7 separate regions of the Mus musculus genome follow, and all the other regions are linked to region 1. A link is a contact called in public Hi-C, HiChIP or PLAC-seq and promoter capture Hi-C data. All regions are on one chromosome and are shown on one strand. Each heading gives the region's core, a stretch centred on a gene start, on an enhancer-like site or on the middle of the called end of the contact. The rest is flanking DNA. Distances are from core to core; before and after follow the strand shown.

Evidence for each region. Promoter capture Hi-C pulls out the DNA fragments that hold promoters and counts their contacts. A called contact is a pair of places that touch in the nucleus more often than the background predicts. HiChIP or PLAC-seq counts read pairs in DNA pulled down with a chosen protein or histone mark.
Region 2: an H3K4me3 HiChIP or PLAC-seq map of embryonic limb bud shows a contact between it and region 1, with 4 times the contacts expected there. The contact joins the promoter of C2cd4b here to the promoter of Rora in region 1. A contact is called at or near these places in 3 of 39 promoter capture datasets (embryonic stem cells, liver and stem cell-derived epiblast-like cells) and 1 of 115 datasets of contacts at active chromatin or transcription factors (embryonic limb bud).
Region 3: a promoter capture Hi-C map of embryonic stem cells shows a contact between it and region 1, with 4 times the contacts expected there. The contact joins the promoter of C2cd4a here to the promoter of Rora in region 1. A contact is called at or near these places in 4 of 39 promoter capture datasets (cranial neural crest, embryonic stem cells and frontonasal cranial neural crest), 2 of 484 Hi-C or Micro-C datasets (both in embryonic stem cells) and 3 of 115 datasets of contacts at active chromatin or transcription factors (embryonic stem cells, forebrain and stem cell-derived neural progenitor cells).
Region 4: a Hi-C map of uterus shows a contact between it and region 1, with 4 times the contacts expected there. The contact joins the enhancer-like site here to the promoter of Rora in region 1. A contact is called at or near these places in 3 of 39 promoter capture datasets (the 3T3-L1 cell line and hippocampal neurons), 2 of 484 Hi-C or Micro-C datasets (muscle stem cells and uterus) and 1 of 115 datasets of contacts at active chromatin or transcription factors (embryonic forebrain).
Region 5: a contact with region 1 is called in a promoter capture Hi-C map of liver, with 6 times the contacts expected there. The contact joins the promoter of Anxa2 here to the promoter of Rora in region 1. A contact is called at or near these places in 5 of 39 promoter capture datasets (cranial neural crest, hippocampal neurons, liver and 1 more), 1 of 484 Hi-C or Micro-C datasets (embryonic stem cells) and 2 of 115 datasets of contacts at active chromatin or transcription factors (astrocytes and neural tube).
Region 6: a contact with region 1 is called in a promoter capture Hi-C map of liver, with 7 times the contacts expected there. The contact joins the promoter of Ice2 here to the promoter of Rora in region 1. A contact is called at or near these places in 3 of 39 promoter capture datasets (hippocampal neurons and liver), 3 of 115 datasets of contacts at active chromatin or transcription factors (embryonic forebrain, fibro-adipogenic progenitors and stem cell-derived neural progenitor cells) and 1 of 9 other capture datasets (pancreatic islet).
Region 7: a contact with region 1 is called in a promoter capture Hi-C map of liver, with 2.4 times the contacts expected there. The contact joins the enhancer-like site here to the promoter of Rora in region 1. A contact is called at or near these places in 5 of 39 promoter capture datasets (the 3T3-L1 cell line, hippocampal neurons, liver and 1 more) and 4 of 115 datasets of contacts at active chromatin or transcription factors (craniofacial prominence, embryonic midbrain, forebrain and 1 more).

What each region holds. Positions count from the first base shown.
Region 1 is chr9:68,651,943-68,655,250 of GRCm38.p6, reverse strand. Rora (RAR-related orphan receptor alpha) reads right to left here and starts at 1,465. Exons shown (of 11, transcript NM_013646.2): 1 at 1,279-1,465. The coding sequence starts at 1,444. It overlaps Gm31325 (a long non-coding RNA gene), which reads left to right and starts at 1,460. Exons shown (of 2, transcript XR_379584.1): 1 at 1,460-1,526; 2 at 1,843-2,184.
Region 2 is chr9:67,757,826-67,761,133 of GRCm38.p6, reverse strand. C2cd4b (C2 calcium-dependent domain containing 4B) reads right to left here and starts at 1,697. Exons shown (of 2, transcript NM_001081314.2): 1 at 1,618-1,697; 2 at 201-1,450. The coding sequence starts at 1,410. The coding sequence ends at 388. It overlaps M5C1000I18Rik (RIKEN cDNA M5C1000I18 gene), which reads left to right and starts at 904. Exons shown (of 2, transcript NR_153961.1): 1 at 904-1,986; 2 at 2,091-2,421.
Region 3 is chr9:67,830,734-67,834,041 of GRCm38.p6, reverse strand. C2cd4a (C2 calcium-dependent domain containing 4A) reads left to right here and starts at 1,712. Exons shown (of 2, transcript NM_001163143.1): 1 at 1,712-1,792; 2 at 2,240-3,308. The coding sequence starts at 2,283. The coding sequence ends at 3,287.
Region 4 is chr9:69,475,893-69,479,200 of GRCm38.p6, reverse strand. It overlaps Anxa2 (annexin A2), which reads right to left. Exons shown (of 13, transcript NM_007585.3): 4 at 3,054-3,148. Among named protein-coding and RNA genes, the nearest start is that of Mir3109, 21 kb to the right of the region's middle. Within about 2 kb of position 1,565, at least 76 of the 459 cell types and tissues checked have an H3K27ac peak or open chromatin away from gene starts, as enhancers often do. A contact at or near this core is called in muscle stem cells and uterus, where this site is marked.
Region 5 is chr9:69,452,127-69,455,434 of GRCm38.p6, reverse strand. It overlaps Anxa2 (annexin A2), which reads right to left and starts at 1,752. Exons shown (of 13, transcript NM_007585.3): 1 at 1,696-1,752.
Region 6 is chr9:69,396,476-69,399,783 of GRCm38.p6, reverse strand. It overlaps Ice2 (interactor of little elongation complex ELL subunit 2), which reads right to left and starts at 1,786. Exons shown (of 16, transcript NM_145618.3): 1 at 1,731-1,786; 2 at 697-838. The coding sequence starts at 737.
Region 7 is chr9:69,369,681-69,372,988 of GRCm38.p6, reverse strand. Rora (RAR-related orphan receptor alpha) reads right to left here. Exons shown (of 11, transcript NM_013646.2): 6 at 1,653-1,774. Among named protein-coding and RNA genes, the nearest start is that of Gm15511, 7.1 kb to the right of the region's middle. Within about 2 kb of position 1,453, at least 6 of the 459 cell types and tissues checked have an H3K27ac peak or open chromatin away from gene starts, as enhancers often do. A contact at or near this core is called in liver, where this site is marked.

The sequences.
Region 1 (3,308 bases), core at 216-2,715:
AGCTTCCTCCTGCTCTTTGCAAACTCCAGGAGCATTCAAATAAATAATCCCCCACCCCCGAAGGAGGGGGTGGGGATCCCACAGCAGCTTCTGACACCTTTAAGAAAGAAGTCAGCTCCCCCCACCCGCGCTCCCCCGGTTAGACCACTTTTGGAAAACGACCGGAGAGGAGCAAGCACCCTTGTCTCCCCAGGTCCTCTCTTTCACACACTCCAGACACCAACACAAAATGAACCAAAGGCCCAGGAAGGGCTGCCTCCTTAGCCCTGGCCAACCAGCACTCAACTCCGATCAACCCCAGGTTCCGGCAGAAACGCTGGGCATCGCGGCGAGCGGAGGATTCCCAGAGCAGAAATAAGTTTGGGTGCTTTTCTCGGCTTTCTCTCTCGGCTTGTTTGCCTCGCAGCCGCTCCCTCCAATCGCGCGTGGAGCGCCCCACTCCACCATTGCCCTCCCTCCGCGCGCTGCACACGCCCCCTGCCAGCCTCCTCTAGGACTGCGGGCTCCGAACCCACGGCTACAAAGTTGCGCTTCTTCCTTTTGCCCGGCGGGGAAAATCAACTCCACAACATCCCGCGCGCTGGGACCCGGATCTCTCTGCCTTGTCCTCCAAGCCTACCCCCAAGAGCTGCAGAAGAGAAGCTGCCCGCGTCGCCCCCCTTCCGCCCCCTGAGACTTCTAGGTCTCTCACTCCTCCCGAACCTCCAAGCTTTTCCGGGAGAGGGAGGATTCGAACACTTCTCGATTCCTACCGCGGGGTGGTGGGGATGGGTATGAGGGAAACTGTCAAAAGCAGAAAAGGTAACCGAGAAAGCGAGTAGCCACAAACAGACCCCCTCCCCCTTCTTAAAAGGACACTACCGCTTTAAAAGTTTCTTTACCCCCACTCCCCCATCTCGGTTTCTTTTTGGTGGGGGGAATCGTATTTAATTTGGATAGCTCTTCTTTGCAGAAAATAAAACATGCAATCAAGGGGGAGGTGGGGTTGGAGTCGTCTGGCTGTCAACGCTCGGGTCCGTCCCCCATTGCCCTCTCCCGCAAGCCCAGCACTGGCTTGCAAAAGTTTGCAACATTTGTGGGGGGCCGCGGGGGGAGGGGCGGGGGTGCCGGTCGCTCAGGGCACCACGATAGGCTCGCGCGCGCGTGCACCGGTCCCGGGGACCCCGCGTGTCGCCCGCTCCCCGAGCGCGCGCTCCCCCGGGGTGCCTGGTCCCCTCCGGGCTCGGCGCACCGCTCCCGCCGCCCCCCTGCCCGGAGCCTGGTCGCAGCGTCTCCTACCTCGGCTGGAGCTCGCATAGCTCTGCCTGCGCCCCGCGCCCGGTGCCTCGCTCTTGCGGCCCGTGTCCTGGGTCAGCGGGGTCTCCCTGGAGCCCGCGGCCGCCTCCGAGCCGCTGCTGCCCGGTTCGCTGGCGGCGGGGTCGGGGGCTGCCGGAGCTGACTCCATGTTTTTTTTCCCAATGTAGAGATCGGCGGAGATGGCGAGCTCCGAGACTCCCTCTATCTTCTGTTTTCAGAGCGACTCTATGGTACCAAAAAAAAAAAAAAAAAAAAAGGAAAAGGAGACGGGCGAGAGCAGGAGGGACCTAGCCAGGCGAGAGCGCGAGCGAGCGCGCGAGTGGCGGTGGACGCGTGTGCGGCCGAGAGGGGACGTGAGGCGGGTTTGGCCACAGGCAGCGCTAGCGAGAGCGTCTCCAGCCGGCCCCCGCACCCACACTCTCCACCCTCCAGACCCCAGACCGGGAGCTACACAAGGCTGCCAAATTTGGGAGGTGGAGAAGAGGGAGGGAGGAGAAAGATGGGGTGCCTCCTGCGCCCCGATCCTCCCTCTCCTCTTTAACCCAGCTACAGAAAGGATCGGTCGGCGACGTGTGGCTCTGTCTACTTTTGAGATTCCCTCGGGGGCAGTAACTCGGTGTCTCCTATCCGCAGCCAGCTTGGGAGGAGGAGACAAATCCGGTTATCCGCGTTGGGGCACTCGCTGGTAACTGCAGCTCTCTGCAAGCTCGGTCCGAGGCTGGGGAAAACTAAAAGGGAATTAGAAGCTGACTGACAACCCTCTGGAAGGAGGAAGGTGGGAGGACCAGACGACAAACTTGGCGCTTTTTACTTTGGGATGGGACAGTCTGGGGTTTCCAGTCTTAGATATGACTGAGTCTAAAATAAATTTTGTGATTGTAGGATGCATATGTCTAGCCAGTAACTAGTGTTATGGGAAGAGGTCTCTTTCAAGCTCTTTTGCCGTGTTTTTTTTTTTTTTTTTTTTTCCTCCATGAAGGATCCAGAAACTGTTTGGCAGGCCACTATTTTGTGAAGAAAACTTTGGTCAGTTTGGTGAAGGACTTCTGAACCCATGAAAGGGGCCTAGCTGCATCTGAACTCCAGTGTGTCTGCTAGTTTCCTATTCCCACTGGTATTTTTGCTATTAAATGCACAGGCTCATCTACAGCAGACAGACATCCTGGAGAGGTATTAATAACGTCTGGATAATAAAAAAAATCCAGATAATTAACGAGTCTTATCTTTATAAGGCATGATTCTGAGCTTAACTCCCTTTGGAGCACACCCATCTACTAGCTGATACTTAAGGAAAGCTGAGAATTAAGTGCTTACCTCTACCCCAAACTCCAGTAGGAAATATCAGCACTAATAGGCTGGGTGGTGAATATCCTTATGTGAGAGCTGGCTTCTCTGTCTCAATAATGAAGCCACCATTTCCTTTTATTTCTGAAGATGCTAATGAAATCAGTTCATTTTTACACCCCCACCTTCCTTCCAGAAAACCTGAAAAATTTAACAACACAAATATTATTATCTACCAGAAGGTGGCAAAAATAAGTGTGTTTCAGGGGTGTGCGGTGGGGGGAGAATGGGGAGACATTGTACTTTGCTAATTTTCTGGTTTGGAAAATGCTTTTTTTAAAAAAAAAAAAAAGGATAAATCTAGTTAAATAGTTTAAGAAGGCTCCTCCCACACCCCCTGCCAGTTGCTGTTGATTGGTTATGTGGATTGGATTCAAGCACACAGTGATCTTTGCCATGGCCTGTGTATTCACCTGCCTAGCTGTGGCCCATTCTTCCAGATGATCTGGATGGGATGTGAAGGCTTCTAACACCTAAATCTGAGCTCTGCAATGATCCCTGGCCATAGACTATCCGCTGGTGCCTGTACACAGTGCTATAATGGTCTCCTCTATCTCAAATCAGATGGGTGGATTCCCCAGACTCATTTTCTGAGTAGCATCTACTCTCAGGACTTTCTATTGGTTAGCCTGTTGCTGATGTTCTTGCACCATCACATTTGACTTCTC
Region 2 (3,308 bases), core at 448-2,947, 890 kb after region 1:
GCAAGCATGTGAGTGTGCTTCTGTTCTTATTCTTCCACTCTGGGGTAAATACGTTCTTTACGTTGTTGGTTTTCCCTTTTTACTATTAAAATGGTCTGGAAAAGGAGCAGATACTGTAAATAGACGGGGGGGGGGGCATTACTTTTCCTTTTGCTTCCAAAAAGCGATCAGAAAAGTGAAAAAACATCAATGCTGCAAGATTATAGATAGAAAAATAAATAACTTTTATTTTGTACAAAAGGGAAAGTGCACCAGAGCCAAAAGGCTGTTGTGTGTGTCCCGGGGATAAGCCACTGTCAAGAGGCCTTGAGTATCTGAGGGCCAAGAGTCTCTGTGCATCTCAAGGCGACTCAACCTTAAATGTCCAGAGCACCAGGGAAGCCGCGCTCATAGCAGTAGCAGAGAGCCCAGCAGCAGCTCGCCCTGGCCCAGCGGTCGTCCGCGCTCCAGCCCGCGGCCCTTGCTCTCCGCCTTGATGCGCACGGCCAGGCGGCGCAGCTGCTCCTCCGGGAGCCGATCGAAGCAGCAGTCCTGGTCCAGGGCGGCCTTGCGGCTGCGGCGGACCACACTGGCGCGCTGCTGGCCCGACGGCCTCAGCACCAGGCTGAGGCGGCAGCCCAGGGCGCGGGGCTCCAGCGCGGCGGCCGGGCCCTCAGCGCGCAGCAGGCGGAGGCGGAGGCAGGCGCTGCGCGGACAGTACTCGGCCGCCAGGCGCAGCGTGCAACCCCCGCGGCCCAGAGCCACGCTGGCTTCAGCTTGCAGGCGCTCGGGATCCGGGCTGCTGGGGACCGGGGGCGCGCAGGAAGCGGCGCGCTCGTGCTCGTCGCCGCGGGGCGCGGGGCGCGCGCTGGCCCGGCCGCGGGGAGCCCGCAGCGCGCGGCTCAACAGACCATCGGGGGCGCGGAGGAGGCGGCGCATACGGGGCACTGGAGCGGCTGGTGGGGTTTTGTCCAGGTCGCGCGGGGCGCCGAGCTCAGAGTCCGATGCTCGGCGCGGACTCGCGTAGGTGTGCGCACGGTGGCAAAGTCCCAGCCTGGGGGTGCCGGGGTGGCCGAGGAAGAGCGACTCCTTCCGGCGCGTGTGCGGGCTCTCGAGCAGCGCGCAGAAGCCGTAAACGGTGCGCGCGCGGGGCAGGTGCGGCAGCGAGAGCGCAGCCTGGGAGCGCGGGTCCCAGTCGGTGCGACCCGCGCAGTCTTCGTCACTGTCTTCGCGGTCGTCAGGGATGCGCGGCCACAGGTCCGGTTCGGCCGCGCAGCGCCAAGGCAGTGCGGCAGCGGGAAGCGGTGATTCGAGAGCGCCGGGGACCTGCAGCCGCGGGGGGATGCAGAACTCTGGGATGCGGCCCGGGGTGAGCACGTTGGAGAAGGCAGGCTCAGGAGTGGAGGAGCGAAGTCGACCGAGAAGCTTCATCCTTCTAGCTTATGCCCGAGCGTGGCGGATACACGAGCGTCTGCAACACAGAGAAAAACTGTTGAATTTGGGCTCCTGAAGTCCAGTGGATCCCTTCTTTGACCCTCTGGAAGTACCCACAAATCTAGGGCTCCGGGTCAGCACGAATCAACCTTTGGAGCATCCTCATGGTAACAAACTATATACATGAATATATAGAAATCAGACCTTTTCTTCTTCAGTCTCGCTGGGTCCGACTAGTCGCAGGAACGAAGCAGGTGACGTGTAGTTCACAGCTAGGGCTCCACCTTCAGCACTGCAGCTGTGACAGTGGCGCTCCAAACTTATACCTTAGTGGAAGTCACGCCCAGGCTCCAAGAGGCCAATCCGAAGAGGTAACAGACCGAACCCGCCTTTCAGCCGTCCCTTCCCACTAAATCTCCAGCTGCTAGCTGTATAGGTGTCGCAGGAGCTGGCTCTGGGACTTACATTGGCTGTCCCTTTGCTGGAGCGCCATTTACAGATGAGTAAAGGGCATCCTGTCACCATGCGAAAGAGAATTTGGTAGTTCAAAGTGTTTGTGGCCTCTCAGAGAAGGTGAGGAAGGAGGAAGAAACGTGAAGTTGAATTTAGCAACTAAGTAAATCCGATCCTTCCACTGGGCACCTGACTCATAAGCTCCCCTGGGTTCTATTTTTCAGGATGCATACCTGTTTCCAAGCACAGACTAAACTTGGCATGTCCGTTTAGGATGGGGTTATGTGCAGAACGTTTTGCGAAATTGAAAACGCATTAGTCCGCCTACGTTTAACATATCCAGACTGCTTGGATTCGACACTGGACTAAAAGGTTGGAGTAAAGTGGTTGCATTCACTTTAATTCAAAAATCGTAGATACTGACTAAGTCCCGGGTCAGCAGCTTAGTTAGCCTCTGTCTCCCTCTGCTGGACTGTCCTTGATATCACCATGGTCTGGGCTACCTGATGCCCTAAGTACTGGTGATTTGGGTAAATAAATAAAGTGCAAAATCCTATGAATGACTTGGGGGGAGATTTTGGGCAGATCCCTAAAAATACTTGATTTTCCAAAATTACCCTTTTCTTTCTGCCCTAGCCAAACCTATCCAGAGGCAGGGGGTTGGGGTGATGGGGAAGTGGAGGTCGGTGGGGATAGACAGGGGGACCTTACAGTTAATCCAAAGACACTCTTATTTTCTGAGATAAAGATGAAATGAGGCCGGCATGGTGGCGCATGCCTTTAATCCCAGCACTCGGGAGGCAGAGGCAGGTGGATTTCTGAGTTCAAGGCCAGCCTGGTCTACAAAGTGAGTTCCAGGACAGCCAGGGCTATACAGAGAAACCCTGTCTCAAAAAACCAAAGTAATAACAATAATAATAATAAAAGAAAGATGAAATGAGGGTTTGGGGAAGCTCCACGAAGGCTAAAGAGAGCCTCTTAGTATGGAGATCTGCTCTGTGTCTGCCATGTGCTACTTCCCGGGGCTGAAATGCCTCTTCTTTGTTTTGTGTCTTCTAAGGGGGTGGGAAATTATGAATGACCCCCAGGACTCACACACAGCAAACAAATACTGCTACTGAATCACATCCCCAGACCTACTGAGTTATTTTGAGAGAGGTCCTTGCTAAGGTGCCCAGGCTGTCCTTGAATTCAGTGTAACCCAGGCAGGCTTTGAACTTGCAGTCCTTCCTGAGTGCTGGAAATACCGGCAGAGGCCACCAGACACAGCTGACTTTTAACTTTCTGTATGCATCAGCCCTGACAGGAACTGTTGGGACCCTGCAAGCCTCAAGAGGGGCAGGGGAAAGATCCATGCAAGAAAAAGACTGAAACTTGAGTCAGCACCACCTTTGAAAGTGGAAGAGTTTGACCCCAGGGTTGATTTTTATCTTACGTTTTAA
Region 3 (3,308 bases), core at 463-2,962, 820 kb after region 1:
CACATGTGCCCTCATGTGCATACACATATTAAAAATAAAATAGTTTTACATTTTTTCTTCTTTACTACCTCCCTGGCTAGATGAAATTCAAATATTTCAACTTTACCATTTCCTTTTTCTTCTAAGAGTTGAACATAAGCTGACTGGGTCTGGGACAGCCTGGATTCATGGATCTATCATGACAGAACCCAGGAAGCAGTATATAAATTCTGCTTTAAACACATGAATGATCTAAGGAGTGTTTAAAGTACTGACAGCGGACAGAACAGCTAACATTATGCACATCTGGTCCTATGCTAAAGTGTTCATTTGCATTGCATATGTTATCCAAGGGCAAACCCACACTGTGTATTATTGTGGTCTTTACGTTGGATACCAAGGCTCAGAAACACTCAGTAACCTGCTCATAATAAGCTGCTCATAGTAAGATACCTGTCTGCCGTGAATTCAAAGCCAGTGTTCTTAATTTCTGCCACTGTTCCCACTCTCATTGAAAGTAACCAAACTGATGCCACAGAACACTAGAACAGCAGAACTCACTGCTTGTGTCTTTAACATTTGCTATGTTCCATTCACGTTGCGTAACAATATATATTACTCCCCTAATAATGCATTTACTACTCATTAATGGGCATTCCTTTCATTTCCTTCCTTAGTGACAATGGGTAAGTTATTTAACATCTGAAGTGCTGGGGGGAGGTGTTTGTTTATAAAACATGGATAATCCAAATTTCCTAAGGTTTCTGTGACAACTTTATAGCACATTACCTGTATGTTCTGTATGCAAAACACACACAGGACATGCCCCAAACAGAACCTCCCCCCCCCACTTGCCTAAAGTTGACTAACTCATTCAACACTGCTTGAAGAGGCCATTAATTTGCAAGGCAGCTACTCAGAAATACCCTATGTCCATACTCTGATCCAGATGTTTCGGAATCTCTTTCCACTCGAGCTGCAAGCAACTCTCTTAAAGGATAAACACCAGTTTTCAAGAGAAAGGATGGAGGTCTCAGATAGACACAGTGTGCAAAGGTCAGATATGGCTAGTGTGTGTTTCCAAAGGGACGATACCAGTGGCTGGATGTGTGGAGTATAATTGAATCCCTAGTTAAAAATTAGCATCCTGCTTAAGAAGGCTGTGGTTTTTTTTATTTTAAAATATATATCTTAAGTGTACACTGGATGATTTCTTTACATAGGAATACACCCCTGTAACCCCACCCAAGACAAATATGTAACGTTTCCGGAACCCCATAACCCCCACCACCACCCAAGAGTGATTTAAAATCAACAGAGAAATGACCTCTAAAATCAGAACAGAAAGCAGAAAGTTAAAAAAAAAAAAAAAAAAAAAAGGCAATGCTGGCAGCAAGAAGGTGGGAGATGGGAACGGCCATTTGGGTAAGACAAACCCGATTTCTGGCTTCTTTCCAATGGTGCGTGCAGAGTGCTTCTGTGCACTCACGTTCATTTTGCCCATCCGTCCTCACAAGGACTGCGACATGGTCCACACTAAATCTTGTTTTCCATGTGAGGAAACAAACTCGTTCAGGGTTTTAGAGAACAGCTCCAACCACAGCAGAACTAGCTGCAGGATCAGCTCAGCAAATCCATCCACGTGGCAGAGGGACCTGGGAGGGCCAGGCGTCAGGTTACCAAGCAGCAGCGTGACAGCTCGTATAAAAGCCCGGACCAGCTATCCTGGAACATCAGGAATCAACTCTGCCGCGCTCTTTTGAATTTCTCCGCGTTTCTCCGGGTTGGAAAACCATCTGACTCTGAATACCAGGTATATGAATGGGAATCCAGTTCCCTCCTGGGTGTTAGACCCAGGTGGCCCGAAGCTCTCTAGAAGGAGAAACCATTTCTGGGGTGTGTGTGTGTGTTCTCGCGCAGAACTAGAGTGTACTAGACACTTAAGGTTTCAGGAAATGAGTGCACAAATGATCAAAGCAAAGCGCCTCTTGGAACTAGGGACAGAGGCGCAAGTTAGAAGACAAAGGTAAAGAGGTAGGACGGAAAAGACTGAAGCAAACTGCAAATCTACCTGGCATCTGACTAGAGACAGGGTGGGCGATATACGATTGTTTTTCAATCTGTAAAAACAGTTTGTAATTGTGGTGAGGGATGCATTTTGTCTTGTAAGGCTCAGGACAGGACGATGTCAAAGAAAAGAGACAGAAATTCCTGCTTTCCTCCAGACTGTCTCTGACTGGTATGTGTTTATGTGTTGCAGGCAGCCTGGAACAGGATCACAGGGTTCAGACACTAGCGGCCAGATGTGGTGTCTGGAGCGGCTCTTGCGGGACCGAGATGGGTTTCTCCCGGGGCGCGTCCACCGCTCCAAAGCTCGCTCATCCGCTGCGTGCGCAAACGTGCTCACTCCAGACCGCATCCCAGAGTTCTTCATCCCGCCGAGGCTGGAACCTAGCACGGCCTGGGCTGCGCTGCGCGAAGCCTGGGCTGCAGACACGGAGGCCGACGACGGCGCGGGCCGCACAGACTGGGACCCGCGCTCCCAGGCTGCGCTCTCGCTGCCGCACCTACCCCGCGCGCGCACCGCTTACGGCTTCTGCGCGCTGCTCGAGAGCCCGCACACGCGCCGAAAGGAGTCGCTCTTCCTCGGCCACCCAGGTGTCCCGGTCCGCCGGCCTGGGCTTCGCCACCGCACGCACACCTACGCGAGCCCCCGCCGAGTCCCGGACGCTCCGCGCCCTGCCCCGGGCGACCCAGACGCTGCCCGGGTCCCGACGCCCACTCCTGCTCCCAGCAGACGCCGCCTCCTACGCTCCCCGGGCAAGCTGCTGAGCCGCGCACTTCGAGCCCCTCGACGTCTGGCCAGCGCGCGCCCCCCGTGCCGCGGCGACGAGCACGAGCGCGCCGCCTCCTGCGCGCCCCCGGTCCCCAGCAGCCCGGATCCCGAGCGCCTGCAAGCTGAAGCCAGCGTGGCTCTGGGCCGCGGGGGTTGCACGCTGCGCCTGGCGGCCGAATACTGTCCGCGCAGCGCCTGCCTCCGCCTCCGCCTGCTGCGCGCTGAGGGCCCGGCCGCCGCGCTGGAACCCCGCGCCCTGGGCTGCCGCCTCAGCCTGGTGCTGAGGCCGTCGGGCCAGCAGCGTGCCAGTGTGGTCCGCCGCAGCCGCAAGGCCGCCCTGGACCAGGACTGCTGCTTTGACCGGCTCCCGGAGGAGCAGCTGCGCCGCCTGGCCGTGCGCATCAAGGCGGAGAGCAAGGGACGGCGGCTGGGCCAGGGCGAGCTGCTGCTGGGCTCTCTGCTACTGCTATGAGCGCGGCTTCCCTGGAGCCCT
Region 4 (3,308 bases), core at 316-2,815, 820 kb before region 1:
CTCCTCCAGGTTGGGGCGGTGATGAATATGATGTGAACTCCAGCCCCTCAGAGTCCCTTTCAACTTCCTGTTGGACAGTGTCATCATCACGCCACTATCATCATGAACACACAATTTTAATAAAGTCGGAGGTCTGAGGCAGCACTCAGATATGTAGACAGATATCCTTAATTCAGGGTGGCTCTTAAAGATATTTCCTCGGCGACTGGATACTCACCAGCCATGGGAATGGACTAGGCCACAGCTGCACTGAACTGAACTGCATTTATTTTTATGTGGGGTGTGCGTGTTGCATGTGTGTGTGTGTGTGTGTGTGTGTAGGAGCATATGCGGGTTAAGGTCACAGAACAAGCTTAGTTGTCATTCCTCAGGTGCCCTCCACTTTCTGATTGAGATAAGGTCTCTTGTTGGCCTGGAACTTGGCCCTGTAGGCTGGCTGGCCAACAATTTCTGAGGCTCCACAAGCCTCTAAAGGTAACATACAGCAAGTGTCAAGAAAGTCAGACCTGGCATGGATGCGAACAAGCATTAGGCCCAGCCCATTCACCTCCTCCTTCTGGCTGCTGATGCCCTAACCATGCATGGGAGGTAGGAAGGTCTTTCTAAAACAACACATACCAATTATAACACCAGCTTTCCAAATTGGAACCCTGAGGTTAAGTGACTCCCAACTTGGTCTGTCCTTGACACTCCCCCTCCCGCCCCCACCCCCATCTCTGCTCTCACCTCAGGGGACATCTGGGGCACCTACTGGATTTTTCCACTTTGACTTGAATTGCTCAGAATGCCCAGTATAGGACTCAGCACAAATAAAAATCCCAGAAGGGATCAATAGAACAACAACTGTTCTCTGCATAGAGAAACCTTGTGTCTAGCACTAGTTTGAAGGGACAAAGCATAAAATGCAAACTTCCTCCCTGTGTCCCTCTTTTACTAGCTGTGACAGTATCTGCAGCAGCTCACCACCTGGGCAGGGTCCCTCTGTCCCTCTAGACCAGTGGTTCGCAACCTTCCTAGTGCTGCAACCCTTTAATAGGGTTCTTTGTCCTGGTCAGAAAGGCCACGGTGATCCCAGCCACAAAAGTATTTTTGTTGCTACTTCATAACTGTGTGTTTGCTGCTACTCTGAGTCATCAGGTAAACATCTGTTTTCCGGTGGTCTTAGGCGAGTCCTGTGAAAGGGTTGCTCAACCCCTGAAAGAGATCATGACCCACAGACTGTGAACCACTGCTGCAGACCAGTCTTGACAAACAGTGCACCTAAAACAATACTAGGACGTCCTTTTAGAAAATTACCTCAGGCAGTTGCGGCATCTTCCTGTGACAGATAATCACCCTGGACCATTAAGTATCATCAGGGCAGTGGGCTGTCCTTAGCACGCGCTAATGCCTGTGTGTTTGCTGACCCTTCTCATGATTCTAATAATGTGTTTACTCCAACAGGCTCTGCAGGATCTGCGTTCTCCAGCTACCTAACATGAAGCCAAGCTCAGTGTGCACACACAGTTCCAAGGCCACACTGAATGAGCAGTTATTTCCTTCAGTCCAGAATAGTGGATCTCCTGTTCCAACGGGAACTTGGCTCTTGCAGCTCTCAGATCCTTTGGGACAGCCAGAGACATAAAACACTCCCTTCTGAGCCTCACTGCAGAAGATTAACACACGTCATCCCGTGAAAGGAGAATTGTAATGCATGTGGGATGAAGGGAGCTAGCTGCTTTCCCATTTACGTCCTTTCCCAACTGCTTTGGAGCACGGAGGACAGAGCTTCAGCCAGGCTTGACCTGGAACTCCCAGGACCTGGTGGTCACGCCAACTCCAGGGACACACAGTTTCTCCTGGCATTCTTTCAGGTCAATGCTACTGTAGCGGGGAGTGAAAGCCTCAAGTCAGGCGGGAGCCGCATGAGGTCACCCTGATGGCACTGTCCGAATATAAGTCAAAAGCTTTTAATAGCAAAGCGTTAGAGATTAAGTAGCATATCCTTAAAGGTAAAATGTCCTAGTGCTGTGGGAAACTAAGGTGGACAAGACGGGGCCTGCTTTAGCCACGAGTGGACGAGCAAAGGGAAAACACACACAGAAAACTCCATAAACACTAGGAGCGAAGCCTATTGAAGATAGCAGGCTGGACCACAGCACTTCAGCCACGATGAATCTGATAAAGAAGCTGTGTGTGTGTGTGTGTGTGTGTGTGTGTGTGTGTGTGTGTGAGATTTAGAGCTCTCTGAATCAGCTAAATTGACTGTCTGGGGAGCCCCAGGAATCCTATCTAGCGTCCCTAGCACTGGGGTATTTAGCTCTTTTAACGTGGATGCTGAAGATTGAACTCAGATACTCATGCTTGTGTGACAAGCACTTTACCAACAGAGCTGTCTCCCCAGCCCCTCAGTGTAAATGAGAAGCACACGTTAGGACTCACGCCCAGTGGAGGAAACCATTCTGAAATTACATTCACAACATCTGACGAAGAAGCCAGAGAAGCCATGAGAGGAAGTGAGTTGCTACCTAAGCACAGCAATGACAGAGTCAGCACATAACCCGTGGGACCATTGCTTCTCTTCCTTGTCGTCTATTCCAGAATGCCTCCCTCGTGTGTTCCAGGATGTCACCTTTCCATTCTACCTCCCACGGCTGTACCTATGAAAGCAGCAACCCTCTCAAGGATATAAGAGGGAAACCTTGGACATCCAAGAGTTCTAGAAGGATCCTTTTGGTTAAAGAAGATCCACAACTCACAAAAAGAAAAAGTAATGTTGGACGGGGTAGGGGTGGAGAATGGGTTAGCAGGTAATGGTGCTAAATGTAAAAAAAAAAAAAAAAAAAAAAAAAAAAAAAAAAAAAAGCCAGATGTGGTATCCCCAGCATTTCTGTGACAAGATAGAAATTGAAGACAGGGGAATCATCTGGAAGCTTTAGGGCCTGCCACCCTACGGTATGCAGGGCAACACAAACAAGGGACACACACACACACATATTAATTAAGAACAGAACAGGCAATATCTGAGAACATTAACTCAACAAGGCCTGCCCTCCACACTAAGGTTCCAGTACCTTTTTGGTCCTTCTCTGATAGGCGAAGGCAATGTCCTGCCTCTGCACATTGCTGCGGTTTGTCAGGATGTTGACAATGGTGACCTCATCCACTCCTGTGGAGAATCAAGTTATGAACAGTTACCCCACCACACGCTTTAGGAGACGTTCACACAGTGAAATCCACATACTCTCTCCCCAACCCAATACTAGAATGTCACGACTAGCTCATCCCTCTTCCTGACCAAACACAGGCACCCTCATTACCTTCTTCCC
Region 5 (3,308 bases), core at 503-3,002, 800 kb before region 1:
CAAAGCCAACCTAACAGGTCAAGGGACACAGGCTGCAAGACAGTGGGAGGAATGCAGGAAACAGAAACGGGAGAAGGGTTTCCAATTGATAGGATTTATGATTTGATCAAGACTATCTTTAGAACTAAGGGAGAAAAAAATTGAGCCCCACATCAGTGATTTATTCTTCCTACCCACAGATCACCCCTCACCCTCCCCAGTTTGCATTCTGCTCCCCTGCCTTTAGCCAGAACTCGGATACACTGCAAATTAATCTTTTTCTGGTGCTAGCTTGGGATTCCAAACACATTCTATAGCTTTGTTGGGGTTGGGCAGGGAAGTGGCTTCCCGAGTCCAAGTTGCAGACCCACCTAATTATACTCCTGAGTGTTTCAGGCTGAGGATCTTGAATTCCAAGAGTTTATGGTTGCTTTTAAGGGCTGGAGTTGAATATGGCATAATAGTTCACACATGAATAGCTTTTTCAAGTTCTGGGAATGAAGTTCAACCTACTACGGTACTCTACCAATTACCAATAAGCTTGATCGTGATCATAAGCTCATGGTTTTTTTCTTTTCTCTCTCTCTCTCTCTCTCTCTCTCTCTCTCTCTCTCTCTCTCTTTTTTTTTTTTTTTTTTTTTTTTTGGTAGTTGGGTTTTTCCCCCTACAGGAATCTCACTTACTATGTAGCTCAGGTCGGATTCAAAAGGGATCTTGCTGCTCCAGTCTTCTGAGTGTTGAGATTACGGCTCTGTCTCAAGTAACAGTTATTTTGTTGCCTTTGCTTTGCTTTTACATTTGCATGACACTGTTTCAGTACGCTTTATTTAGCTATTTTTGAATGAACTTGTTTTCGGAAACCTTCAATAACTCAGTGTGAGTGGCGCTATCAACAGCAGAGTTCGGAAACCACTTTCATAGATAAAGAAACTTCTCCAACCACAGCCCTCCGCGCCAGCTTTGGAACCTGAGGCCCAGGAACCACGCCCTTTTCTATAGACCCTATCAACTGATTCATGGTGGCATCAGCACAGTCAAGGCAACGTTCCCTACAACCACCCGGGGACACTTCCTTCTGCACACATTCTAAGCGAGCCACAAACTCCCCAGAAGAAATGAAGTCTGAGGTCGCTGACCTAGCAGACAATCTAGCGTTCATGACGAAGACTGAGTTGAGATTGTAAAGAAGGGCACCCAGTAGTCAAGACTTGAGGTTCTGGTGCCCCCTGGACCTCCCCCAGGTACCCTGCTCCGACTCCACAAAGGCACGTCCCTCAGTTGCAAGGAAATTCACCTGAAATTGCAGAAGTTACGGTCCAGAGTGAGAGAACGCAGTGCGGAAAGCGAAGTGGGACTTCTCACTGCTGGGCCGGAGGCTCCCCCAGCGGCCACACCCAGTCCCCCTCCTGACATCTAGCACGTCTGGAATGCCGCCCCCTCGGCTCCCCGCCCCACAAAGGGTCTCCCCGTTCCGAGGAAACCTCAAGGGGAAGCACGCCCCGACCCCTGCGCCCCGACCCCTCAGGAGAGTGGCATGCAAAGAGCACGGTCACTTGCGGGACACTTTGCAACTCTGTTGCAGGGCCTCGCAGATCACCGGGTGGAGTGGGTCCCTCTCCGTGCCTCCCGGGGTCCCCATCGCCGGAGCCTGCCCGCTCCCCGTTCAGCACCGCAACCCCGAGGCCATAGCGGGCGACCGGGCCGCGCCCCACTTACCTGGGCCGGGCACGTATCGCTGAGAGCCTCCCTTGAAGCGGAGCAGCCCGGCTGGGCTGGGTGGGGCTTTTATACCCGCCCCATCCTCCCAGCGCGAGGCCGCCCCACATCCCCTCCCTCCCCGGCCTGTTCCCACCCTGCTGGGTGACTCATCCAACTTGGAACGTAGCCCAAGCCCAGTCCTGCCCTACGTGACAGCTCCACCGCCTCCCCAGGCCCTACAAGTATCCACCCATTTCCCCCGCCCAAATCCCCTTACTCCTAGAGTACAGGGCCCTGCTCAGGCTGGCTCTGGGTTATTAAGATTTCAGCTGCTTGGCTTGCCCAACTCACTTCTTTTGCTTTTAAAAGGCTTCTAGGCAGCGAGGTAATGGAGGGTAGAATTGTTTCAAGGCGCATATATTTGGATTCCTCTGAACTGGGCCGTTGGCACCCAGCTCTCCATCACTGTCTGCAAACATATTAGCTTAACCTCTGGTCACCAGCTGGAGCAGTGTGAGGAGGGTGTTCGCTTGGCCCTGCTTTACACAGTCTACTCCGCCTTGTAAATCAAAGCGGAGAGGCCTCTAACCAGCTAGGGAGACTAAGAGGTAAGGCTAGAAGGTACCTCCTTCCCCCAGTACTCCAATACACCCCAGGTCCTACGGTCTTTTCCTAATTGTAGGTTATTGAAGGTTTTTCCCCCTTCTCATTCCTTGACAAACTGTTTCTCTGGGTCATATTGTTTCTTTTCTAGCTTGCTTTTCCAGGAAACAACGCAGTAGTGAACTGTGTTTGTGGGTGACTGTTCACACCGCATTAAACTTCAAGCTAGCAAGAGAGCTGGAAATACCTTAAACACTAGTTTTGGTTCTTTTGTTTTGTTTTGTTTTGTTTTGTTTTTGTTTTTCAAGGCAGGGTTTCTCTGTATAGATCTGGTTGTCTGGAGACTAGGCTCGTCTGGAATCAGAGATCTGCCTGCCTCTGCCTCCCCAGTGCTGGAATTAAAAGTGTACACCACCACCGCTGCCCAGTCACACTAGGTCTTTCAACTCCGTCCTTGCAGAGTCTACCTCTCTGCTTTCTCTAGGTTCTAACGATTCTCTTCCATCTAGTTGTGTGTGCTTGTGGTTCACTCGTATCACACGTGGTCACGTGTATCACACATGACCTGCAAGGCGCTGTCAGCCTCTAGGATGCTGTCCCTTCAGAGCACCCACCTTGGCCCAGCTTGTTATTTGAGACAAGGTATCTCTTTGGCCTGGAGCTCACAAATTAGGCAAGATTGGTTGGCCAAAAAGCCTTCTACCTGAACTTGGAACAGAACTCAGGTTCTTAAGCTACAAGATCTTAGGCCACTATCTTCCCAGCCCTGGTCCCTTCTGATATCAACATCTGTTTATACTTTCCACTACGGTCTCAATTCACTCCTAGGAACCAAAGGATGACAGTTAGGGGAAGAGATAGGCACAGTGCCCACTGTCACATAGACAGGTAGCTGTGAAGTTGGCCCCAGCAGAGTGACAAACAGAAAACAAGATATCCCTTTTGATACAATGTCTGATTTACATTCATAGTGCTTCAGTGTGGGCAGCTTTAAAGACAGAAACCTTGTTTATCTGACTACTGGGGGT
Region 6 (3,308 bases), core at 537-3,036, 740 kb before region 1:
ACCTAGTTCTAGTACTAGGAAGAATTGTAAATGATTCAGTACAGGTTGGACATGGTGGAACACACCTTTAATCCAGCACTCAGGATGCTGAGGCAGGTGGATCTCTCTGAGTACAAGGCCAGACTGATCTCCATAGTGAGCTCCAGGTAAGCCTGGAGACCAGAGAGACCCAGCCCCCACCCCACCCCAAAATATCCCATTATAATTGAGACTGATACGTTATGGTCAATGTTACTTGAGTGAAGGAATTAAACTGAAATATTGACAACAATTCGAGCACTTCTCCACAAGAAAACTGTAATAATGATATAAAATTATAACTAAGAACTTGAGTGTTAGGTTGTCATTTTAGGAATTGAAATCTTTCCAGCTAGGGGGCTGGAGAGATGGCTCAGCAAATGTCCTGAGTTCGAATCCCAGCAACCACATGGTGGCTCACAACCATCTGTAATGGGATCTGATGCCCTCTTCTGGTGTGTCTGCAGACAGCTACAGTGTACTCATATACATAATAAAAAAAATCTTTAAAAATCAGTCAGCTATAACTCAACAAACTTGGTATATGAACAGGGTAATTTCTGAGACCCTGGTGGCTAAAAATTATAAAATCTCTCCAGGCCAGAAATCTCCTTTCCTATGATACCCACCATCCCCAGCTTGTTCCTTCACAGTGGATCAGGAAGAGGACCAACTCACCAGTTCAGCCTTGGTTCACTCATGGTTATGCTAGAGCTCATCTTCCTAGAATTCTCCTTCACTCTAGCCCACAATTATTTCAGCTGGGCAGTGAAGGCTCCCAGAGAGTGAGGGTCGGATCCTTCCTAGAGTCTACAGTTAACTGAAGACAAACAAAAGGTCAAGATCAAACCTATATCACCTTGGGTCATAAAAAGCCTTTGCTTGATTAGCATCTACCTCAAGTGACTAAAACACACAGGCAGGCAGAACGATTCTTTGTAGCAAAGATCCGTTCCCTTTAACTTATGCAAGGAGTGTTAGCCTCAACATTAGCTGAGTTAGTAAGACCCCAAACCAGAAGGGTGCCCTGTGTTCTCGCATTGTTTACATTATGGCAGGGCTGTCTTCCCTTCCCCTCACTCCCTTACCACCAATACAAATCGTGTTTCCATTTCCTCTAGTTATATACAGCTATGGAGGCGGTCTATGACATGCGATGCACACAGAAAAGGCTCTCTGGATCCCAGGGACCGTGTCCTTTTCAAAGAGAACTTTGCACTTGTGACACTCAGGTGCGAGCAACTCCAGAAAACAATTCACAGGCACCTTTAAAGGTGTCATCGGAATTAACGCTGTAGCTTGACTTCTTCACTCACGCTGGGTGTCTGTCCCTGTCATCCCGTGCGGCCTTGAGATACTTAGGAGTCCAATGCAGGAACTGGCCTCTGGGTCCCTATGGGGTCTCAGGGGCGTCCCTCTCCGCCTACCACCTACCTCTCCTTTCCCCTGAGTGTGGGGCTGAGGGGGAGGGGAGGGAACTACAGAGAAGCAAAGGGAGACAAAAGTATCGGGGAAGGAGAGGGGTCGAATGAGGAAAGCCTTAGGGCCTGTGAGGGAAGCCGCCGAGGAAGACACGTGAGGGAAGCCGCCGAGGAAGGCCTGTGAGCAAAGTCCGGTGAGGCGCTGCCTCAGACCCGCGTCGCCATGTTCCCTCTCCCGCCCCTCGCGTTCCCGACGAGCCGGAGTCGGCGCGCAGCCGCCTTTCCGCCCACCTCAGGGTCCCAAGCGGCTCTGGCCCCCGAGAAAAGCCGACGCTTCCACACACGTTTTGTGCTGAACTCACTGCTGCCCGCCTACGAAGGCCTCATTTAAAAGCCCCGAGGGCGCCCGCACGGCCGCGCGTGATGACGTCACGCGAGCGCCGCGGGACGGGCCTGCGCGCGAATGCAAAGGGAGGACTGGCCACAGTGTTAAGGGACCAGGTAGACCCAGGCTGTAACTTCAGGCTTCCCTCATTCTGATCCTGACTCGTCAGTAGTTTTTATGTGTGTGCTTGATTGTCTGTCTGTCTGTCTGTCTTAGAAATAGTGTCTCAAGTAGGGCAGGTTCACTTTAAATATCCTATGTACTCCAGCCAAGGCTAACCTTGAACTTCTCATCCTTATGACCCCCACATCCTGAGTGTTGGGATTACAGACATGCACTACCACCACACCCCATGTATACGGTGTTGGAAAGGGAACCTAATCTTTCAGGATGACAGGCAAGCACCCTACCAAGTTACATATTCAGCCCCTATCATCAATTTTTATTACATACAGATAAGGGTTTTGGAAAGGTCTAAATAAGACAAAGAATGAAGCTATATTTAGCGCACTACTCAACACATACTAGGCTCTCATTACACCCAAAATCTCCACTCCACTCTCTTTTTCATTTTAGAGATAGGCCAATGTCTGCTAGTGGGCCTTCGAGTCTCTCACGCTATTCTTGCAGCAATTCATTAAAAAGAGATGGATTAAGCACAAATATTTTCTGTTTGGTGTTGAGTGCAAGAAGGACCAAAACTAAAACCGGCTTTTCCAGAACTTCTGATTTTTGGGACTCTAAGTCATCGTGTGTAAACGGATCAAAAAAGAGAGTGACGAGCCACTTTAAGTGTTACTGGGGCTGGAGAAAAGGCTTGGTAGTTAAGACTGTTTGCTGCTGTTCTTCCAGAGGACTCAAGTTCAGTCCTCAGCACCCACATGAGGTGGCTCACAAACATTTGTTATCCAGCTCCTGAGGATTTGGTACCTACCCGCTGCCCTCCTACCTGCTGCCCTCCGAGAGTACCCAAACACATGTGGTACACACATGGAGACATTTAAATAAAAATAAATCTTTTAAGACAAGATGTTGTGGCTAGAACCATAAATGATGACCCCCTTTTAAGCTGGGTGTGGTGGCGCACGCCTTTAATCCCAGCACTCGGGAAGCAGAGACAGGCAGATTTCTGAGTTCGAGGCCAGCCTGGTCTACAGAGTGAGTTCCAGGATAGCCAGAGCTACACAGAGAAACCCTGTCTCGAAAATAAATAAATAAATATTTAAAAATAAAAATAAATAAATAATAAATAAATAAATATTCCCCTTTCAAGTTTACTCATCTTAATCTTCCCTCTTTCACTTGCTTGAAATATCTGATTCTCTTCTATATGTCTTTTGTGTATTTTCTAGTAACATTACTGTTTTAACACACCCATGATGTTATCTTTCTTTCACTTCTGAGTCCCCCATGAAGTATCCATTGTAAGGTAAGGTTGGTAGTCCCCAGTTTCCTCAGTTTTTGCTTATCTTGGAAGATCTTTG
Region 7 (3,308 bases), core at 204-2,703, 720 kb before region 1:
TGGGTTAAAAAAAGATTATAGGATTAAAAAAAAATAGTCTCTGTTACTTAGGTTATAAAAGCCTGCTTCCGTATCCTTTCTGCCTACTGAGATTCCTAGCTTACAGTTTGAAGGTGATGGAATGGAGGGTGGCAGCGAGGTGGGGGGTAGAAAGTGAGGAATATTATGGATGTATGGGGCCAACAGCTCAACACAAGTCAGGAGAGCAATATACATTACTGCTTAGCTGTGGGCTACACAGTAAGACAAGGATCTTCTTTTTCATGCAGTTAATTTATTTTAGGGAGTTTACCCATGCTCTCCTTGGAGGAGGGGAGGGAAGAAAAGGGGTACCAACCACATTTTTTTGTCTGTACCCCCTTATGTTTGATAACATCCCTGTTTCATATCATACACATTGTCTTCTATTCAGAAATGACATCAAAACGCTGAGGCTTCTCAGCTAGTAGTACAGTGTAAGAGGAGCTGAGGTCGAAACCCTACTTCTCAAGGCTTGCTGGTTCTCCTCTGTGGCTGGGATGATGGGGCTACTTTGCACTGAGAGGCAGACTAAATGAGCTGTTGCCGGTCCCTTCTTCCCTCCCACTCATCACAGTGTCCTGGGGCTTTTTGCTTTGCTCCTCTGCTCTTCCGATACACCCTGTTGTTTAAGGTTGGTTTAAGGTTCTTTCTAATAGTATGATGGGGATCAAACCCTGGAGTTGAGTCACATGAGGCCATGGTGTTAATGCTCTCACTGCGTGGTCACAGCCAAGGGATGACAGTTTTCTTCCATTTCACAGCAAAGGGAAGGATCCACCTCTATCATCTCCATGGTCCTTCCCTAGCCCGACTTTCTATGATCACTGGAAAACGCCTCCATATCTTCTCTTTCCAAAGGCAAAGTGAATAAGTACCACCACCCTACCTGCAGCTTACCCTCACACTTTAGTGACCCCATTGGTCATTATCGTTGAGAGAAAAGCAAGTAGGGTCATCACCTGTCAGGCTCCGTTTTGGTTCTGAGCAGTTATAGCCAGACTTTCCAAACCTCATTCTTCTCCTTCTTTATTAAAGCCATTTTAACTTTGTGTGTGTGTGTGTGTGTGTGTGTGTGTGTGTGTGTGTGTGTGTGTGTGTGTGTAGCACAGAGGCTCAGGTCCCCTGAAGCTAAAATTACAGGTGAGCTACTTGACATGGGTGTTGGGAATCAGACTCAGACCCTCTGGAAGAGCAGCAAGTGCTCTTATCCAGTGAACCATCTATCTCACCAGCCCCACCTTTGCCCACAATCTCTAGCCAACTATTTGTTAATCTAGAAGCATGTAGCATGGGGCTGAGAGTACTTTCCTCAATTCTTAGACCTCAGAATCTTTTTCTGTGGCATCAGGACAAATCCTCACTCGTGGAGGCTTTCGGAAGCTGCCCGATCCAGTTATCCCAACTGGCACAAAGGAAGGACTTACGAAACACAATAAACTTTGTTCCAGCTGAACTTTCACACGCTAGCATCTCAGGAAGACAACAAAGCTCTGGCTGTAAGATCCTGATCAGAGACTTGAGCTCTGATGCAGGACAGTCAGCCTTGGTCTGTCTGGACTCTTGAATGAATGCCCTTCTCCCACCCCCACCCAATGTTGCCTCAGTGGGAAGAGAAAGTCCTCCAACTCTACCTTGTTCTGGTAGTTTTCAATCTCCTCCTGCAGGAAGGTCTGCCACGTTATCTGCTGGAGCTCTTCCCGCAAGTACTGGCAGGTTTCCAGGTGGGATTTGGATATGTTCTGGGCAAGGTGTTCTGGGGAGAAAACAGGAGATCACGACCATGAACAGCCACGTTATTTTAGGAGCCAATAATACTCTTCTGCCGGTGTCATCCACCTTAAAAAGCAACTCACTTAAAGCAATGTGCTGACATTTGGTTTCCTTTGTATAGCTAAGGAAGATGGAAACCGCCTGTGTTTGTGCCCCAGGGGATGGAGGAGAGAGGCTTTGCAAAGCCAACAAGACTGCTGGAAGTATGGTGGATTCAGAGACTTGAAGACCTTGGCCTTGTCATAGGCTTTCTGCCCGTGTCTGGAGATGAACATGGGTTAGGCAGGAAAAATGAAAAACAGCCTCTTCTTGGCTTTTTGTGCTGTCCTGACAAAAGTGGGTCTTTAAAAGCCAGGAAGTTATGTAAGTGTGCACATGTCTGTGTGTGAGCACAAGAGCATACATCTTTTTATTTCTGCAGTATGTGTATGTGTCTCGAGTGTCTTCCTTAATTGCTCGCTCCCCTTGCTCCCTGTCCCCCCCCCCTCCCCCATGGTTGGGTCTTTCACTGAACCTGGAGCTCTTTGATTAACCTAAACTGGCTGGCAGTGAGGCCCTGGGCCTGCCTCCTCCTCTTCCTCCTTCCCGGGGCTGTACTTATACCATGCCCAGGGGTTTGGTTTTGTTTTGTTGTTGTTTTGTTTTTGTTTGTTTTGTTCTTCCTTTCCCTTTCCCTCTTCCCCTTCCTTCCTTCCTTCCTTCCTTCCTTCCTTCCTTCCTTCCTTCCTTCCTTCCTTCCTTCCTTCCTTCCTTCTTTCCTTCCTCTCTCTCTGTCTCTCTCTGTCTGTGATACATGGGTTCTTAGGGACCAAACTGAGGTCTTCATGTTGTAATGGCAAGCACCTTTTTGATTGGAACCTCTCCCCAGCTGGAAAGATGCCATCCTTTAATGATGACAACTAGCTATTACCTTTGCTTTGCTAGCAAACATCAGGACACACATTGCTGAGGCATGAACAGATTTTGTACTAGTTTGGCAGAGAGAGAGAGAGAGAGAGAGAGACAGACTGACCCTGGACTGAGACTGCCTGGGAGTATGTCTCTGCCTTGCTGTTTCTGAGATATATGACCTTGGAAAGTTGTTAACCTTTCTGTACTTTGCTTTCCTCTTTGGCAAAACAAAGAAAATGGCACTTGTTCATAGGACAGCTGTGAGTATCCAAGGACTCACACTTGGAACAGGGAGTGTCACATACCGATGCTGTATAATTGTTAGACTGTGTATTAGGGCTTTGGTGATACTAAATATATGCCAAAGACGTCTCTAGAGTTGATCACCTGTGGACATGTGTGGACAGACAGAAAAGATAATTTAAAATATCAGAAAGTAGGATGTGAGGCACATCACAAGATAAAGACAGTGGCTATCATGGTCAGGAGAGGAGAGATCAGGATTGGCTGGATAGAATTGGAGAATGCTTCTGAGTAAAGGAGGGATACCAAGGGATGGGAAGGGTTGGCAGGAGGGAGGGGTCAGTGCTATATAGAAGGGACCGTGGATGAAAGAACACATATGA